2 separate regions of the Capra hircus genome follow, and region 2 is linked to region 1. The links are chromatin contacts, called in public Hi-C maps. All regions are on one chromosome and are shown on one strand. Each heading gives the region's core, a stretch centred on a gene start, on an enhancer-like site or on the middle of the called end of the contact. The rest is flanking DNA. Distances are from core to core; before and after follow the strand shown. Region 1 has its middle 24 kb from the start of WNT7B. Region 2 has its middle 3.8 kb from the start of MIRLET7B.

Evidence for each region. A called contact is a pair of places that touch in the nucleus more often than the background predicts.
Region 2: a Hi-C map of blood shows a contact between it and region 1, with 4 times the contacts expected there. The contact joins two enhancer-like sites. A contact is called at or near these places in 2 of 5 Hi-C or Micro-C datasets (both in blood).

Annotation. Positions count from the first base shown.
Region 1 is chr5:115,258,824-115,261,721 of ARS1.2, reverse strand. No RefSeq gene overlaps it. Among named protein-coding and RNA genes, the nearest start is that of WNT7B, 24 kb to the right of the region's middle. Within about 2 kb of position 1,376, at least 5 of the 5 cell types and tissues checked have an H3K27ac peak or open chromatin away from gene starts, as enhancers often do.
Region 2 is chr5:115,356,304-115,359,201 of ARS1.2, reverse strand. No RefSeq gene overlaps it. Among named protein-coding and RNA genes, the nearest start is that of MIRLET7B, 3.8 kb to the right of the region's middle. Within about 2 kb of position 1,546, at least 4 of the 5 cell types and tissues checked have an H3K27ac peak or open chromatin away from gene starts, as enhancers often do.

The DNA.
Region 1 (2,898 bases), core at 127-2,626:
AATCGAACTGAGGTCTCCTTCATTGCAGGTGGGTTCTTTATTAACTGAGCTGTCAGGGAAGCTGCCGTCAGCCAAGGCTGGGCTTAAATCTTAAGCCAGAAAACCATGCTGATAACCCCTCTCCTGAGTAGCACTTTCTGCTCACACTTTCACCCTTGGTTAGGACCCCTTTCTAACGGAAAACAGGGACAGCCTTGGGCATGGTACTCCTTACCTTGCCTGTGCACTCACACATGTGTGTTCTTTTTTGGTTCTCAGAGAAACCCTGTGAAACATTTCAGAGGAGGGGGGGCATCTCACCTGGAGTTTTGCAGGATGAGTAGGAGTTCTCCAGACAGAATTTGAAAGAAGGTGTGGTAAGCTTGGGCACATGCTCAGTCGGGTGTGGCTGGAGGACAGAGTTTCACTTACCCTGGGGCAAGGAGGTTTTAGTGGGGCCGTGCACCAAACAACCCTGACTCTAACCCCAACCATTCTGGCCCCGACTGCATGAAGATTGGCAGCTGGCCCAGGACAAGCTGATGCTGGTGCTTGCCCACCAGCATCCCCAAAAAGCCGGTCTGCCTGTCTTCTCTGCTTTATGTGGTTTTAAGAGTCCTTCTAAGCATTCTCTGGGGTAGGTGGGTGGGTGCTGTTAGCCCCATTTCACAGATGAGAAAACTGAGGCTCTGAGCGGTTCCTCTGGAGTCTAGGTGGAGTGAGAGAGCTGGGACCAGGGGTTGGGAGCTCCTCTGGTCTGCCCCACAGCCTCATCCTTCTGGACTGAGCTCAGGCAGGGCGGGAAGTTCTCCCCCCAGCACCCCAGCTGCCCCCGCAGCTCCCCACCCCTCTCAGCCCTGACCACATGGCCCAGAAAGGCCGATTCAGAGCCAGCTGCAGCCAGCCAGGCCTCTGGTTTAGATCAGCAGGCAGCAGAGAGGCTGGTCACGTGCTCACTCACGTCCACTGCTCCTTGGGGCCACGGGCGGGGGAGGGCGAGAACTCGGGGGGAGAGGTGCTGGATGAGGGGAAACCAAGGCCTCTGCCACCAGCTTGGGCCCGGCTTCCCCTCCCTTCCAGCCCTTTGCTTCTGGCTCTTGAAAGCCTGCCTCCGCCCGCCAGGTAGCCAGCCAGCCCCGGGGCCAGTGCCCCGCTGCCTGCCTGCTCCCGCCTGGCCCGGTCACCCCGAAGAGCTGACAAAAGCCAGCTGCCCTCCCAGCGGTCGCCCAGCAGGCAGACACCCGGAGGCGTGACGCCCGCCCTGGTCTGGCACCGGAGGCTGCCAGGAGGGCCCTTGGAAAGCTCCTCTCCACTCCCACTCCCAGGGGCTCTGCAGCTCCTTTCCGGAATGGCTTCCCGATGAGGTCATGCCGCTCGGAGCGAGGGAGGAGGCCGCCGGGAAATGCTGCTGGCCGGGCCCCAGTTCGCCTGGAAGATGGCTGCCCACGGCCTCCCGGCCCCGCCGCCCGAAGGGCCCCGCGGGGAGAGGATGTGGGGCGGCGTGCTTGGTGGCCTCGCCCAGGGGCCGGGACCCGGGGCCTTCGTTCCTCTGCCGGCCTCGATGCCGCGGCCCCAGGGCCTCACACTGAGCCCAGAGCTGGGCCTGGGACCGCTGCAGCGCCCGTGGGGAGCTGCGGCTGGCTAGGCGGGAGTGGACGCTCACTGGGCCACGAGGGAGAGAGGGCCCTGGCCGGCATGCGGGCTCTGACCCGCCAGGCTGCGTGTTCCTGGAGCACGAGTTCTTTCCAGCCACGGGGCAGAGAGCTCGAGGCCGCCTGCCTTCCGGGGCTGGCGCCGAGCGGCCCGTGAGGAGGCCGGCTGGGGCCCACCCTTGTGCCCCTCCAGCCTCGTCCCTCTCGCGCCTCTTCTTTTGAAACCAGGCCCCCTTCCCTGCAAAATGGAAACTGCCCGCAGGGAGTGGGAGAGACGCGGCAACTGAGCGCAGAAGTGTCCCCAGAGGTGACTCCCCTCCCCACCTATGGAGGCCGCAGGAACCGGCTGACCCTGCAGCCCCCGGGGCCTCTCGCAGGGAGGAATGGACTTTAAGATCTGAAGCCGCCCCACGAGAGCTGGCGAGGCAGGGCTCACAGGCCTCCTCGGGTCCTCCCTGGGTCCTGGGAGCTGGAGGAGGTCACCTCCGCTGAGCGGGGCCCAGCTGGAGGCCTGGCAGGACCCCTGCGCTTGGCGGCTTGGGGACGCTGGGGGTGTGCAGAGCAAGAGAGCAGGCCTCGGCGTCTGCAGCCCGGGGCTCTGTCTCCGCCTCCGATGGGCTGTGTGACGGCCAAGCCCTGCTCCCATCTGCAGACCGGAGGCTCGTCCACCCCCCGGCCTGACGACCCAGGACCAAGCCTCGCAGCTATGCGGGGGCAGCCTGTCTCTGAGTTTCAGCTTGAATATCTGTGTTGGAAGAGACCCAGCGGCCACAGAGCGGTGCCCCGTGCGCAGAGGAGGGCCGGGTGCGGGAGTCAGCAGCAGGGCCAGGATCCGAGCCCAGCCTCCTCTGTTGGCCCTGAGTGACCCAGCTGGGCCTCCTTGTCCCCCTCCCGCCTCCCCCTGCACAAAGCACAGGCTCCCAGAACAGATATGCTCCCCTCTGCTGCCCCCTGGTGGCTGAAGTCACACATGGCGGTCCAAATCCCTAGCCCGGCAGGGTGGGGTACCCGTCAGTTCAGTCGCTCAGTCGTGTCGGACTCTGCGACCCCATGGACTGCACCACGCCAGGGCTCCCTGTCCACCACCAACTCCTGGAGTTTACTCAAACTCATGTCCATTGAGTCGGTGATGCCATCCAACCATCTCATCCTGTGTCATCCCCTTCTCCTCCTGCCTTCAATCTTTCCCAGCATCAGGGTCTTTTCCAGTGAGTTGGCTCTTCGCATCAGGTGGCCAAAGTACTGGAGTTTCAGCTTCAGCATCAGT
Region 2 (2,898 bases), core at 297-2,796, 97 kb before region 1:
ACCACCTTTAACCCCGGGTCAAGCCCGCAGGGAGAGGGCGTCGCTTCCTTCTGAGGGGCCAGGTGTCCGGTGTGTAGGCGGCCACTTTGCTCTTGTTAAAGTGGACCTGTGTGTGTGAGGCAGATGGCACAGGACCTTGGGTGGGCCCTGGGCCGGGTCTGCTTCCCTGGCCACAGGGAAGGGAGTCCAGAACTCCAATCGCCCCTTCTCTGCAGCCCCATCCCCTCACCAAGGGCAGGAGGACACCCCGGGGGGCAGGACAGCTGCAGGCCCGCCTGGGGTGCACAGGCCTGGTTGCGACTCCAGCTCTGTCCTGGCCCCCTGTGTGGCCTGGGCACGGTCACTGAGTTTCTGTGAGCATCAGTGTCCACACCCATGAAATGGGCTCAGGACTGCAGCCCCCTGCCTAAGGACCAGAGACATCGCCCCGGCACGTGGTGTCCCCAGTGGGGGCTGACTCGGGAGTATTTACACCAGTGGCTGGAGCCTTCCACTCCCTTCCCTGGGAGAGTGACCCCTGCCATGGAGACCTGGTCGCCATGGAGACCTGGTCGCCATGGAGATGCGCAGGAGCTGGGGCTATCTTTGCAGCACACAACCTAAGAGGTCCTGGGGCCTTGAGGCCAGAGGCAATTGGTGCTGTCAGGGCAGATGAACTTGGGCCACCAAGCAGGAAGCCAGGTAGAAGGCAGCCTTGGGTTCAAGAACCGCTGAGACTGCGGTGGGATTGGAGGCCCTTGAGCAGACCAGGCCTGAAGGCCCTCTCCTCCTGGCCCATCTCAGACCTCCAGGTGTCCAGGCTCTAACATGTAACTGTAGCTGGTGCCGACCCCTCCTCTTCTGGAGAGACTAGCTGAGCTCAGCCCCTTACCCAACTGACTCGGGGACTCCCCTAGGCCGCAGCCCCCCGAAAGCCCACCCTGGACCCTCAGACCCTGCCTGATCCGGAAGGTACAACACGGCAGAAACCCATCTCTGCTAAATGACACGGATGGGTGTGAAGTTTCTCCAGGTGGCCCTGGTCCTACAGCAAGAGCCAGACCCTGCCCTCCCCTCTCAGCCTGGCGTCTGCGTCCTCCATGTGAGGCCCCTCTGCCGGGGCCGCCCCCATCGTGGGGTCTCCATCCTCCCAGGCACAGGGACTGCCTCCCTTCCTGCATTAAGTGTGGCCTCAGGCCCGCAGGCGGTGCCTGGAGACAGGTGACAGATATAGCAGGCAGCCCTGCCCCTCACTGGGGTGCTGCGGGTGTGGACGTGAGGAGGGGGCGCTGATGGGGGGCAGGACACTGCCAGCTGGGTCACCTAGGGCCATGCAGGGGGGCACCCTGCCCAGGGCGTGGGGGAGCGGCAAGGGGTGGGGTGGTGAATGCTGCCCAGTCATTCGTCCATAGGAAGCTCTCCTCGGGCCCTCCCCCCTGGGCTGACCTTGAACCCCAGGCTTCTGGCCCCGGGTGGGGTCAGCCCCTTCCACAGCCTAGGGCCGCCGCGGTGGAGGGCCCCAGCCGGCCGCCATGGCCTTCTCCCGCCACACGGTGTCGCTGTCGGGGACGCTCAGTGCGATGGCAGGGGCCGCCCCTCGGGGCCCAGCCAGGCCTGCCCTCCAGGAAGGCCGGCCGGGAAGCCGGGACCGAGGCGGGTGAGAGCAGGGCTGGGCCCAGGGGTAGGGAGGGGGCCGGGCCACGGAGCTGAAGGAGGTGCTCAGCCTCTCGGGGCGGAGGCCACTCGCAGGCAGGGCCCAGGCTGGCTGGGAGGGTGGGGGTCAGTGGGGGGGGGGGTGCTTCCTTCTTAAACATGATTACAGAACACGTCTTAGGACCTGGCGGCATAAAGACGCATGTACTCCAAGGTGGTTTCATTGCTATGGATGCCATGTGTTGAATAGTACGTATTATTATACACAGTCACGACATATATCGTATATTACGTGTAATATATAGTCAGTATCATTGTATTCCTTTTTCCTTCAAATTTTAAACGGAGTTGAAGTGAGACTTTCTGTTGTCACGAACAGTATGTGGGCCTTGGTGCTGCGCCCTCCCTGCCGATGGACAGACTAGCCCTGTGGCCCTGAGTGTCCCCTGAGACGCTGGACCCTTGTCAGCTCACCTGAGTCACCTCAGCCCTGGGGGGAGGCCTGGTCACTCCATGCCCACGTGGCCAAGCGGGCCCTCGCTCAGTCCTGGTCTGTAGGGTCTAAACGCTGGGCTGGCTCTGCCATCATCTCTCTCAGGGGGTCCAAGGTCAGCGGCGGCCCCTGTGAACCTTAAGGCCCATGGTTTCTCAAAGGCCCCCCACCTTGGACACCTCAGAAGCCCCTCAAGTCCCTCTGGTGAGTCGCCTCCCAGGAAGGGCAGGAATGCGCAGACCTCTCCCCGGCGGGACACAGCCACACTCGGCCTATCGCAGCAGGCAGAGAGGTCCGAGGGAGGCCTGGCTTCTGCACACTTGGGGACAGGGGATCACCTCCAGGGTTGCGGTCTTCTGCTCTCCCCCAGCACTCACCTACATCTCTGAGCATGGTCCTGGCCTCCCCTGGGGGGCAGGGGGCTGACAGGCTGGGGGCCCCCAGCCTGCTCTCCACCCTGCTCACCTGCTGGTCAGACCCAGGGCCCACGATGGGCCGGGAGCCACTCCCTGGTTAGGCAGCAGGTGGCAGCAGGCGCCCAGCTTCGGACCAGGGCCCTCACTCCCTGACCCGGCTCCACTACCCCCGCTGAGCACTCTCAACTGCTAGCTCCTTCCATCCATCAAACAGCCCCTACGAAGCGGGGTGGGGAAACAGGCTTGGTGAGCAGAGCAACTGCCCAGACCTCTGCTCCTGAAGCCTGGCCCTTTTTGCCACCTCCCAGAACCTCCCAAAGTAGCTGCTTTGCCCACCCTGACTTCATCCAGTTTGTT